Linked DNA regions of Capra hircus: region 1 is linked to region 2. Evidence: chromatin contacts called from public Hi-C data. All regions are on one chromosome and are shown on one strand. Each heading gives the region's core, a stretch centred on a gene start, on an enhancer-like site or on the middle of the called end of the contact. The rest is flanking DNA. Distances are from core to core; before and after follow the strand shown.

Region 1 (6,236 bases), core at 2,463-4,962, 130 kb after region 2:
TGTAACTCTAAACCTAGAGTCTTGAATTCTGCCAGGCAGATCAACTCTCTCTGAACCATTAGTCACCTCTTGCAAATTCTGAGATGCTACTTTGATGATCTCTGTCATTTAAGAGGTTTCCATACCTCTTTTGATATTTCAGATATCTTTTTGAAATATCTTGTCTGTAGATGGTACTTCTCCAAGTCACTTCTGTATTAGAAATTAATTTCTCAACGATTGTTTCATTAAGGTTTCAGGAGGAAGGCTAAACAAATAACTAATGCTACTAATCTTCCTAAACCATTTTATTTACTTTTGGCTCTGCTCTGGCTCATCATGGGCCTCCCTGGTGGCTCAGAGGGTACAGCATCTGCCTGCAATGTGGCAGACCTGGGTTTGATTCCCTGGAGAAGGAAATGGCAACCCACTCCAGTACTCTTGCCTGGAAAATTCCCTGGACGGAGGAGCCTGGTAAGCTACAGTCCATGGAATCGCAGAGTCGCACACGACTGAGCAACTTTCTCTTCTGGCTTATCATGGAGCATGCATTCACTGACTTTAAACACTTTTAAGATGCTAAGGGTTGCGCTCTCTTCAAAAATTAAGCTAAGAAGCTCTCCATCATGCTTTAGATTTAAAGCGCAAGAATAAGCTTTTCAGGAATTTTTAAAACTCACCCATAAATCTGAGTAGGCTGGATGCCTTTTTGTTTTGTGATACAGAGCTTTGCATAATTTTAAAGTCTTGTCTATAGCTTCAGTTTTCTACCTTTTTTGAGTCCTTATTTTTTTTTTCCCTGAAAAGTGACTATTTCATTTTAGTGTTAATATTTATTGGCAGAAGGAAGTTGTATAAAGTATTTTAATAATTTTTGAAATTCTCTTTTAAACTGTCAACTTTATTAGCGGCAATATTCCCTTTTTTGTTACAATTCCCTAATTCTGTCCATTTTATTGCTATTGCCAAAAACCAGTTTATTACTAGATTATGAGATTATTTATCAATTACTTTCACAATTTTCTTCTAAAAACCTATTTTCTTTTCTTGTTTTATCTTTAGTAATTTCTTCTTCCTAATTTCAATTAGTTAATTTTGTTCATTTCTAAAATATTCAGATTAATGTTGGTTTACTTTTATTCTTATTTAATAGTAAAATAACCTTGTTCTATAGTTTGGTCTGTATCTTACCATTTTAATATAGTTTTCCATTGTCATCACTGTCTAGTATGTAATCGCAGTTTTACTGTCCTTTCAGACTCAAAGGTGATTTATACTTTAAAATTTAGAGTTTTTTAGTTCTGTTATTTTTTGGGGGGGCTATCCTGTAGCTATAATTCTTAGCTTTACTTCATTATACCATCTCTGACTTTTTGCAACACTCATGGACTGTGACCTGCCAGGCTCCTCTGTCCATGGAAATCTCCAGGCAAGAATACTGGAGTGGGTTGCCATTTCCTACTCCAGGGGATATTCCCCACCAAGGGATCCAACTCAGGTCTCCTGCGTTATAGGCGGATGCTTTACTGTCTGAGCTATTATACCATCTTTCAGTTTAGTTCAGTTCAGTCACTCAGTCGTGTCTGATTCTTTGCGACCCCATGGACTGCAGCACACCAGGCCTTCCTGTCCATCACCAGCTCCTGGAGTTTACTCAAACTCATGTCCATTGAGTCGGTGATGCCATCCAACCATCTCATCCTCTGTCATCCCTTTCTCCTCCTGCCTTCAATCTTTCCCAGCATCAGGGTCTTTTCAAACGAGTCAGTTCTTCACATCAGGTGGCCAAAGTATTGGAGTTTCAGCTTCAGTATCAGTCCTTGCAATGAATATTCAGGACTGATCTCCTTTAGGATGGACTGATTGGATCTGCTTGCTGTCCAAGGGACTCTCAAGAGTCTTCTCCAACACCACAGTTCAAAAGCACCAATTCTTCGGCTCTCAGTTTTCTTTATAGTCCAACTCTCACATCCATTCATGACTACTGGAAAAACCATAGCCTTGACTAGACAGACCTTTGTTGACAAAGTAATGTCTCTGCTTCTTAATATGCTGTCTAGGTTGGTCATAACTTTCCTTCCAAGGAGCAAGTGTCTTTTAATTTCATAGCTGCAGTCACCATCTGCAGTGATTTTGGAGCCCAGTAAAATAAAGTCAGCCACTGTTTCCATTGTTTCCCCATCTATTTGCCACAAAGTGATGGGACTAGATGCCATGATCATAGTTTTCTGAATGCTGAGCTTTAAGCCAACTTTTTCACTCTCTTCTTTCACTTTCATCCGAGGCTTTTTAGTTCCTCTTCACTTTCTGCCATAAGGGTTGTGTCATCATTGTATCTGAGGTTATTGATATGTCTTCTGGCAATCTTGATTCCAGCTTGTGTTTCATCCAGACCAGTGTTTCTCATGATGTACTCTGCATATAAGTTAAATAAGTCAGGTGACAATATACAGCCTTGACGTACTCCTTTCCTGATTTGGTACCAGTCTGTTGCTTCTTGACCTGCATACAGATTTCTTAGGAGGCAGGTTAGGTGGTCTGGTATTTCCATCTCTTTCAGAATTTTCTACAGTTTGTTGTGATCTGAAAGTCAAAGGCTTTCGCATAGTCAATAAAGTGGAAGTGGATGTTTTTACCATCTTTACTTACCCAAATTTAGCTCATCCTTCTAGGCTTAACATATATGCCATCTCCTTCAAGAAGTCTTTCTTATACCTTCTGTGTTCGCTCTCTTCTCTAAACGTGTACATGTATCTCTTTATATTTATGCCACAGTTTTATATATTAATATCTTCCCTCTTCTGTTACTGGACACCTACTCTCTGGCTATTTCATTCCTTTTTGAGATTTGCAGTTTAGCTCAGTACTTTGTGATTTTTCACAGCAAGATTCCATTTAATGCCACAAATATCTACGGAGCAGAGGCATCAGACATTTACAACGAATCATACATTGTTTTAGGCACTAGGAATAGTGTTAAATGAAGGATATAAGCCTTTTAAGATTAGTAGGAGAGACGAACAGGTAAAGATATTAAATGTCCAAGTGAGCTTTAAGAGACTTCGTTTGGTGGTGAAGATAACATCATGAGTATAAGCAGCTTACAGCACTCGAAAATAAAGGACAAAAACGAACAAACCCGTTCAAAGGAGGAATAGGGGAGCAAATGGCCCTTTAGGTACAGCTTCAACCTTAAATAGCCTAATAATCCAACTCAGTGATTATCAAAATATAATCCGCAGTATCTGCTTCAGAATCATTTGAAGTTTGTATAAAAAAATGCAGATTTACACCTACTAGAAATTAGAATGAGTGATATTTAAATCTGCGTTTTAAACACACTCCCCATGTACTCAAAAATGTACAATACAGTAGAGTCAAGTTTCGCAGACACAGTTCGAAAGCCGCTCACTCCTTCTAGCCGGAGGAGAGTCTGCGGCGTATCTCATCCCTTCCCTTTCCACCGGGTCTCCGGACACTGGGCCACACGCCACAGCCTTTCTGGTCAGAGGCATAGCTCGCCACCTCCCACCTGAGTCCTAGCTTCTCTAGGATTGGGGTGGGGCGTGGGGGTGGGGCGGAAAGCAACAGGCCAATCTAAAGGGGGAGAGGCGTAGCAGGGCATGCCGGCAGGGAGATCTATTTGATTGACGTGAAATATGGCCAATGAGAGCAGAGGACAAGTGACGCTTTCGCCTCAATGGGCAGGACGCTAGCGACTTCAACCAATCCCGCTCAGGAGTGTTTTGCTTTGTGGGAGGTTTTTGAGACCGCTGAGGGTCGTTGGCGTCTGTCGAACGGCTTGTGGAAGTCTTGCTGCTTTGGGTAGGGGGTTAAATTCGTTCTCGAGAGGAACGTCTCAGTCCGAAGAGAAAATGAGTTTAGCTCTGAGGTCGGTAATGAGGAGACGGCAGATGCACTCCACACCTCGCAGCGGGCCCCAGGGCGGTTGTGTGTGTAAGGGAAACAGCTGGGGGCCGAAGCGAGGAAGGGAATGCAGTTTGGGACGAGGGACGGGATCCTTGGTCAACGTTCCCGGGCCCAGACCCCTCCCCTTGGGGGCCCTGGTGAGCTCTGCACTTTAGCTGAGGCGGTCATTTCTGTCAGGGCACTGGCTTTAGACCGCCAAAAAGCCGGGCTGTGGTAATCTTGAGGAGGCAGGGAAATATCGCGAGGTTTCAATGCGCGGTGTTTATGCGAGAAACCGGGAAACCAGGCCTTGGAACATCCCTTGGTTCAGTGCCTTGTCCACGGCTTCCACCTCGGCCGACTTTCTGCTAACATGCGTGCTCAGTCGTTTCAGTCGTGTCAGACTCTTTGTGACCCTATGGGCTGTAGCCCGCCAGGCTCCTCTGGGTGTGGGTTTCTTCAGGCAAGAGTACTGGAGAGGATTGCCCTGCCTTCCTCCAGGGGATCTTCCAAACCTGCGTCTCCTGCATTGCAGGTATATTCTTTATCCACTGAGCCACCTGGGAAGCCCCCTACTAATATATTTACCCGTAAATTTTGGAAACAACGCAAAGCCTCTCCTCTTTCTCCTGGGGCCCTGCAAAAGGGTATAATCAGAGGCCCCTTTTAGTGATTTTAGTTGGTAATCTCTTAGCTTTCCTAAATTTTTTGATTTTACCTTTCATTCATTTCCAACCTCTAACCCACTGTTTGTTGCTCCCTCTCCCAACCACAACTAGAATTTTACCTTAAAAGTGTTTATGTAGTTACACTTCAGTAAAAAGGAGGCGAGTTCTGAAGAGGGAATGAAGTCTACTGTCGGTGGGTTGTGAGCTTTTGTCTGGTCGGAATCTTGGGAAGAGAATAACCCCCGGAGTTTCCAAGTTTTTGTGAATTCAGGTCTCTTGTGAAAGAAAGAGCTTTATCATAACCTCATTTGGTCATTTTCTAGTCATCTCTTGCCTTTTTAGAGTAGATTGCACAGAATTAAAGCAAAGTCAACTGGTTTTCACATTTTTAAAGTTTATAGAATTCTTGTTTCAAAGCTTGTACAAGTGTTGTAAGCCCCATTTGAAAATTTGAAATGCTTATATTGGCACCTCTTAAGGAATACATTTCTAGTTTTTAGAGTAAATTACGTTTTTTACTTTAAGTTTTTTCACAGTTTGTGACAAACTGTCTAGATGTACATGCTGAGATTTATGAGACAGTTGACTCTTCACATATATAAATAAAATACCACAAATATTAAGTACTTTTTTGGTGTTTGATATTCGTGGTATGCTTACGTTCATTATTTTGGCTGATTTGTTAATATCAATGGGAGAAATTACAAAAAAGTGCCAAACAGTTTAAAATGTGTAGTCTAAAAATACTAACCAGTGCCAAAATAGTTTGTAAATTAATTGATGAATTAGATTTTTTGGCAATAATTTTGATAATTCTAAGCACTATAAAAGTAAACCTAATATATAGAGATCAACAATTGTGAATTGAATTCTTATTTTTTAAAACAGTCTGTATTGTAGAATGATGAGAATAAGTATGGGTGTTTTGTTTTTTGTTGGGGTTTCTGACAGAACTGTTTCTTTTTCACAGTTCTTGTTTCTTCCACAGTAATATTAGTGGGAATGAATACAAAGCTAGGAAGAAGGAAAAGCTAGGTCCTCATTTCTTTTAATAACCTTTTAAAACTGTAAAACTTTTCAGTTTTAGGGAGGTACAAATTTAAAGCAGCTTAGACAATGGATTGAGCAGGGCTTTGATTCATGTAAGGAAATTTTTTATAAAATACTTTTTAGAAGTTTAAAACATTCATTGGCTAATTTTTTTGTTGCATTTTTGGAATTTTATCATTTAGAAGCATATGACAATAGGATTAAAGTGGACTAAATAGACTTTTTTCTTATCATTCCATAGAAATGACCTTGTAGTAGACAAAACAAAGAGGAAAAAAAGAAGAGAACTCTCTGAAGAACAGAAACAAGAAATTAAAGATGCTTTTGAACTATTTGACACAGACAAAGATGAAGCAATAGATTATCATGAATTAAAGGTAATACACTTAAAATGTATCTTTTCTATTAAAATATTTTGCATTTTTGTCCACTGATTAAAAATGCATTTCTAAATATTTTAATTGAACTGGTTTTGGAAATGTAAACCACTTTAAACTTTTACTGTTAAGCTAAGCTAAGTCACTTCAGTCGTGTCCGACTCTGTGCGACCCCATAGACGGCAGCCCACCAGGCTCCCCCATCCCTGGGATTCTCCAGGCAAGAACACTGGAGTGGGTTGTCATTTCCTTC
Region 2 (6,215 bases), core at 454-2,953:
CTTGAAAACTGTCAGAGATCTAAAAAACTGAAAATCCTTTTAGCCTTGCTCAATACTAGGGACATCCTTTTCCTCAGACAAAGTATTTGTTCCTACTGGCCAGTTTTTTGGAACTTGGCCAAACTTCATGGCTAACTGCCTCCTTTGTATATTTTTATAATAAAATATAATTCTATTATTGTCTTTTTGTAAAAAGTTCAGTAACTGCACCTTTGTGAAATATAAATAATGGTTCAAGAGCATGCACATATCACTGAGAAAGTATTTATACAAAGGGAATAGGTAGCAGTCCTGTAGAAGCGCTTGAAATTCTATCTCTTGGACTTTCACATGGATTCCACTGCCTATTGACATTAAAATAAGAAAAGAAACCTATATGCAGAAAGAAGGTTGTATTCACATTAACATTCATGAAGGCTGAGCTGTTTGAGTCCTACACATCAAGTAGGGGAAATATCCTTTGTCTACTGATGAGAAAATGTCTCAGTGATAAATGGTTACAGACAGGGGTGTCAGAAGGGCAACAGCACACAGAACAGCTCCGACAAACTTAAAAAACAATTTTTTTTTTAAGTCTTCTACTCCAGTTCTTTTTGTTGCATTGTGGAGCACAGCGCCTATCTTCAGAAATAAAAGAAAAAAGATTGCAATGCAGAATTCCTAACCTTTACTGAGGCACTTCCCAGAAAACAGAAAACATAATCTTTGAAAATAATTTAAAACAAAGCTTCGAAGACTTCAGGATGCATAAATATTCAGACATTCCTCAAAGAAGCAGACTGCACCCTGCCTGTTTGGGTCTAAAATTTTTATTGTCATAAGAACAGACTGGTCGTCAAAATGTAAAGTCTAACGTCAACACTGGGAGACATTACGCACATCATTAAAAACGCTTTACACTTATTAACATAAATTCAAACACGTTATCACACTCATTCAGTAAATTTCTGAGAAGCACCATGTATGATGTCATGAGTTTGTCATTTAACAAACTAAAATCTTATTGACTTTCAGTTAATTTTCAAAACAAATTAAGTTGCAATTTGTAAATAGCCTTGTCTCATTGAGAAAAGGAAGCCTGAAAACCCCGGGCTCGAGGGCAAACATTTTCTGGGGCCTAACTCTAGGTGGCTCACTTTCCTCATCTAAGAATATAAAGGCTGAGACAATTGTCCTCTGCCGCCCAAGGGTTTCTTCCCTTCAGTATTTTGTCTTCTCTGCAGGAATCGAGAGGATTCAGTACGAAGAGCAAGAAGCATGGAATAATTTAAAACATGGATGTCAATACTATGCTTCCGGGCGTCCTTCCTCACATCACACAAGCCTTCAGAGGCAAAGAGGAAATGCACAGCAGCCCCGGACAAACCCTCACAAACCCTCAGTATCGTCCCCCTCAGTGTTTTCCAGCCGGTCTTTGCCAACGCTGTGCGAAAGAAACAGAACGCTACACGAGGTCAGCCCAAATAGCTCGATTAGCCTGCGGACTTGGCCCCGAACCTTTTATGTACTGGGGAAAATGAAGGGGCGGGGCAGAAGGGGAGGGGTAAGGGGCGGGGCTGGCGTCAGGGGCGGGGCTGGAACCCGCAGCCGACACCCGGGATACGGCGGAATCCCTGCGCCTGCGCGTCCCCGTCGGCCTGTGGTGAGAGAGTCCCGGGTTCTTGGGCGCGCCCTCGCGCCCCCGCCCTCCGCCTCCTCCCGGTCCCTTCCCACCTCCGCCCACTTGACGCGATGACGCACGGCAGGTTTGCGGACGTGGCGGCGGCGCACGGCACGAAAGGCGGAGACGTTGGTGGCGGCGGCAGCGGCGACGAGGGTGGAGGAGGACAGGGGCAGTCAGAGACTGAGGCTCGGCCATGAACTGGCCCGGGACGGCGGCGGCGGACCTGGTGGCCGTCTCCTCGTTGAGTCCCCCCTGCTAACGGGACAGGTAAAGATGGCGGCCAGAGGTGGGTGCGGGGGTGGGGGTGGCCGAGTCCGGCCGGCGGCGTTGGGGCCCCGACTGCCCTTTCGCTGGAGGCGGCGCGGACCCAGCGGCCGCAGATGTGGCGGGCCGGGTGTCGGGGGCTCGGACCCCGGCCCCGCTTGGAAGAGACTCCGAGGCAGCGGAAACCTTCGAGACCAGCTCCACCAAAGCCCCCTGATACACTCTCGGGGAAACTGAGGCTCAGAGGAAAGGCTCCTCCCTGCCCGAATTCCGGAGCAGAGCGTTTCCCGACTAGACACGCTACCTTTCTCCCACAACGTCGTGTTTGTGTTGGATATTCATTGACAGCATCTGGTACGCTTCGTCCCAAGTGCGATGACAACATAGGGATCTGAGGTTTAATCATCGCTAGGTGTAACAGAGAAAAAAAACTAGACGTGTGGAAAGGAGGAGGGGGGAAGTTAAGTTTTTAGAAACTCGATTGGCCCTGAGAAAACAGTCTCTCTGATACTGTCCCAGTGCTGAAGTAGCTTGAGACCTGTGGCCGTTTTATTGCTACTTGCTTAAGGAACGTCAAAGCGAAAACACCCAACAGCATTTATAGAGCACGCAGGCATTTGGGGAAATAATTTTCAGTTACCGAGTGAGCTGATGCGTGCTTTAACATGGGGTCCATTGGGGTACTTTTTTGCCAATTCTTACAATCTACGTAGCATGCAGGCTTGTTTCAGTTTCTGAAGGAGGCACTTGTGTTTTCTGTCCTGCCTTAAGAGAATTATAACAGGTGGAGCGAATTGAGCCAGATGACTTCACTACTGTGTAGTTTGTAATCTTTTATATAGTTGGCTCAGATAATTATATGCCAGGGCCAGAGTCTAGCTTTTCATATCAATTAGGGACACAACCAACTCTTGATTATTCAGAAACAAACTATCCAGTTTGTGGTATTCTACTGCCTGCGTTACTTCAGTACAAGTGGAGTGAAGAGATCGTGAGACCCAGATACTGTTTCTCAGTGTATCATGGAGTCGCTGCTGCTAAGTCGCTTCAGTCGTGTCCAACTCTCTGTGACCCTATGGACTGTAGCCTGCCAGGCTCCTCCGTGCCTGGGATTCTCCAGACAAGAACACCAGAGTGGGTTGCCATGCCCTCTTCCTGGGAATCTTCCTGACCAATGGATCGAACCTGCATCTCTTTGGTCTTCGGCTTTGGCAGACAAGTTCTTTACCACTGGCGCCGCCTGTGTAGCACATATATGGAGAGACGTTTATAATAGTATCTAAAATGGCTTTTGTGCCTTGCTCAGTGAATTTCAGCGGTACTAAGCTACTTTGGGATTCTAAGAACAAATTATCAGACTTTTTCATCTAAAGTTGGCAGCATAACTGAGTTAGTATAGCCAAGTGTAAATCGCTGTATATTAAGTGGTTCATAACTTGTAAAACTTTTTGAGAATATGAAAACAATGAATATTATCCCCAGAAAAGTGTGCATATGTATAAAATTTTGCCTAGGAATCCACAGTATTCACAGATATTTCCTAAAGACAGTATTGAAAGACTGTTAAAAAGCGGAAATAAAACTATTATGTGGTTTAGGTGAAGGTGAGATACTTTCAGCTTCTTTGAGAACAAAATAAAAATAAAGCATCCTTAATTTATTGTATTAAAACAAGTTTCATCTTTAACCTTGTTAGAGTTGTCACTTGTTAGAATTCCTTGAAGGAACAGATGTGATTTTAAAACTGCTTTTGAGATGTAAAATGTGGGTAGCTTTCTTCAGTTTGGTGGCTGCTGAGTTAGGAGTTCCAGTTTATGGTAGTATAATGTAGCTCTTGGGGGAACAGGTGAAATTATCGACTTAATATGTAGCTATTAGTCACTTATTGAGTAGAAACTTTTGAATTTTTAAAGCATTACCGTGTTGCCATAGAGCAGGGTCAGAAACTGATTTTCTGGGGTTGGATTCAATGATATGAAATAGTTTCCCAAATTTTCTAAGTATGTCCCAACATAGTAGATGATCTATTGTGTATATTACAAATTCAGATTTCTGGAGTTGGTCTTTTCTGATTTTTTTTTTTTCTTTTCCACCTGGTGCTTGTCCATAGTATTCACAACTGCCTTTGGGAAATCATTTAGTCTTGGCTTTCATTGCACAGCATTTTCATGATTTCCTCCTCCTCTGATTACTTCTTTTCCATTTTTGCAGGCTGATCTTCCTTCATCTAGATACTAAATGTAGCAGTTCTCCAAGGGTCCATTTTCATGATTTCCTCCCCCTCTGATTACTTCTTTTCCATTTTTGCAGGCTGATCTTCCTTCATCTAGATACTAAATGTAGCAGTTCTCCAAGGGTCCACATTGGACCCACTTTTCTTATTCTGCGCTCTCTCTAGGTAATCTCATCTATACAGGTTCAGTTGCCACCTATGTGCAGATGAGTCATGAAATTATGTCACTCACACCTTTCTGAATTTGACTGCATAGTTCACTTGACTATTTGACATTCTTTTTGGTTAAAGGAATTTATAATCAAAGTCCCCCACCCTCACCCCATGCTCTTCCAGTGTTCCAAATCTTAGCAAATGGCACCAATGTTTACTCAGGGACATAAATCAGAAATCTTGGTGTGACCTTTAACTAATTTCTTCCTATCTGAGCCACATCGTTAAGCCCTAAGTATTTTACCTTCCCAATTCCTTTTACTACTTCTCTACTCTCTTTCACAATTATTGAAAATAATCTATCCTTCCCTATGAGAATAATTAATATGAAGCTAAAACCGTGAGTGTGGAATTGGTTTATGTTCTTGTTTTTTAAGACTTTGGTGGGGGAGGGTCTGGTTGCCACCTGGGATCCCACTCTCCTAACAGAGGTAAGAAGGGATTTAGAAACCTTTGTGCAGGGTCTATATTCTGGGGCCCCAGGGCAGGAAGGGGTAATTGCTGGGTGGCCTGGAGGTGGGGAGGCAGAGTCCTTGCCACCTGCATGCCCACATCCACCCTGAACATGATGGTGGGGTGAGATGCTCTGGGAGGGATGAGGAGGTCCCCAGGCTAGGGCCAAGTTGGCAACAGGGGTTGTGGCAGGTAGCCACAGCTTCAGCAGTACTAGGTACCATAGTTACAGGGCATCTTGTTGCTGGCATCGTCAGTGGTGAACTTGTAGTCATACATGAGTTCCTCACCGCGCAGGACGCAATGCAGGGTAGGTAAAGATGATGATGTGCCCCTAGCCCTCCGCGTGGATGACTCGAGAAAGCAGTTGGGTTCACAGGGGTGGTTGATGACACAGACAGCATTGCCATACATAGTGGCACCCCTGTGTCAAAGCCATCCATTCAGAACACATAGCACCGAATGCCCCTCCCGTTGGAGAATTTCTCCCACTTAATCTTTTTTAATGAGAATAGGTCAGCTTGATGAAGGTGATTTGTGAGTGAGTATACTTAAGTCAGCTCTCATCTCAGTCTTAAAATGTCTTTTCTGAAGTGTAAGTGAATACAGTGCCTTAAAATCTGTTCACAGTCTCTATGGACCTTAAATTGACCTTAAAGTTTGATGAAAAGCTGCCAGGGAAGAAATCCCTGGTTGAGAGCAAAATCATGACCTGTGTAGATGGCACATATTGTACTAAATATAAATACTGAAATTAGCCTGATCCAGGGAAGTGGGAAGGGAGACCAAAAGATAGTTCAGTATCATGGAACTTAAAACTCAGGACAACTCAGAAAGTTTGGGGTTTATAAAAGCATTGTGTGTATATATGTAAAAACTATATATATACTTTGATTCCATCAGATCTATAAATTATATATATGATCACACGTTTTTAAGATGTGTGATCTTAAAGTTATTTCTTATATTTTCTTCACATACTCAGAATGGGGAAACTTAATTTTTTGACCTAAAAAAATATAGCAGTTTGCCCTCATTAAAATGTAAGCATCACTGTTTTGTGACATACAGTCTAAAATAATGGATTACCTCTTCCTCCCATCCCATTGTCTCCATTGCCAGATATGCTCATTGTTCTTCAACAGCTACAAAACTTGAACCTAAGTTTTTAAATGACTCAAACCATTCTTTAAAAAACAAAATATAGTGTCTTGAATATAAGATTCATGTAAATTAGTCAAATGGGTCAGCTACATTCCAAAGTTTTCTCTGCCTTCTTTCCCCACCAGATTTGGACATGGCTGGGAGGCATCAGAATCGTAGTTTTCCTCTTCCAGGAATTCATTCAAGTGCTCAAGTACATGCATTTGGAAATTGTACAGACAGTGA

Evidence for each region. A called contact is a pair of places that touch in the nucleus more often than the background predicts.
Region 1: a contact with region 2 is called in a Hi-C map of blood, with 1.9 times the contacts expected there. The contact joins the promoter of CETN3 here to the promoter of LYSMD3 in region 2. A contact is called at or near these places in 2 of 5 Hi-C or Micro-C datasets (blood and liver).

Annotation. Positions count from the first base shown.
Region 1 is chr7:20,569,446-20,575,681 of ARS1.2, forward strand. CETN3 (centrin-3) reads left to right here and starts at 3,713. Exons shown (of 5, transcript XM_005683427.3): 1 at 3,713-3,871; 2 at 5,848-5,983. The coding sequence starts at 3,855.
Region 2 is chr7:20,442,434-20,448,648 of ARS1.2, forward strand. It overlaps LYSMD3 (lysM and putative peptidoglycan-binding domain-containing protein 3), which reads left to right and starts at 1,704. Exons shown (of 3, transcript XM_018050045.1): 1 at 1,704-1,930; 2 at 6,116-6,215. The coding sequence starts at 6,124.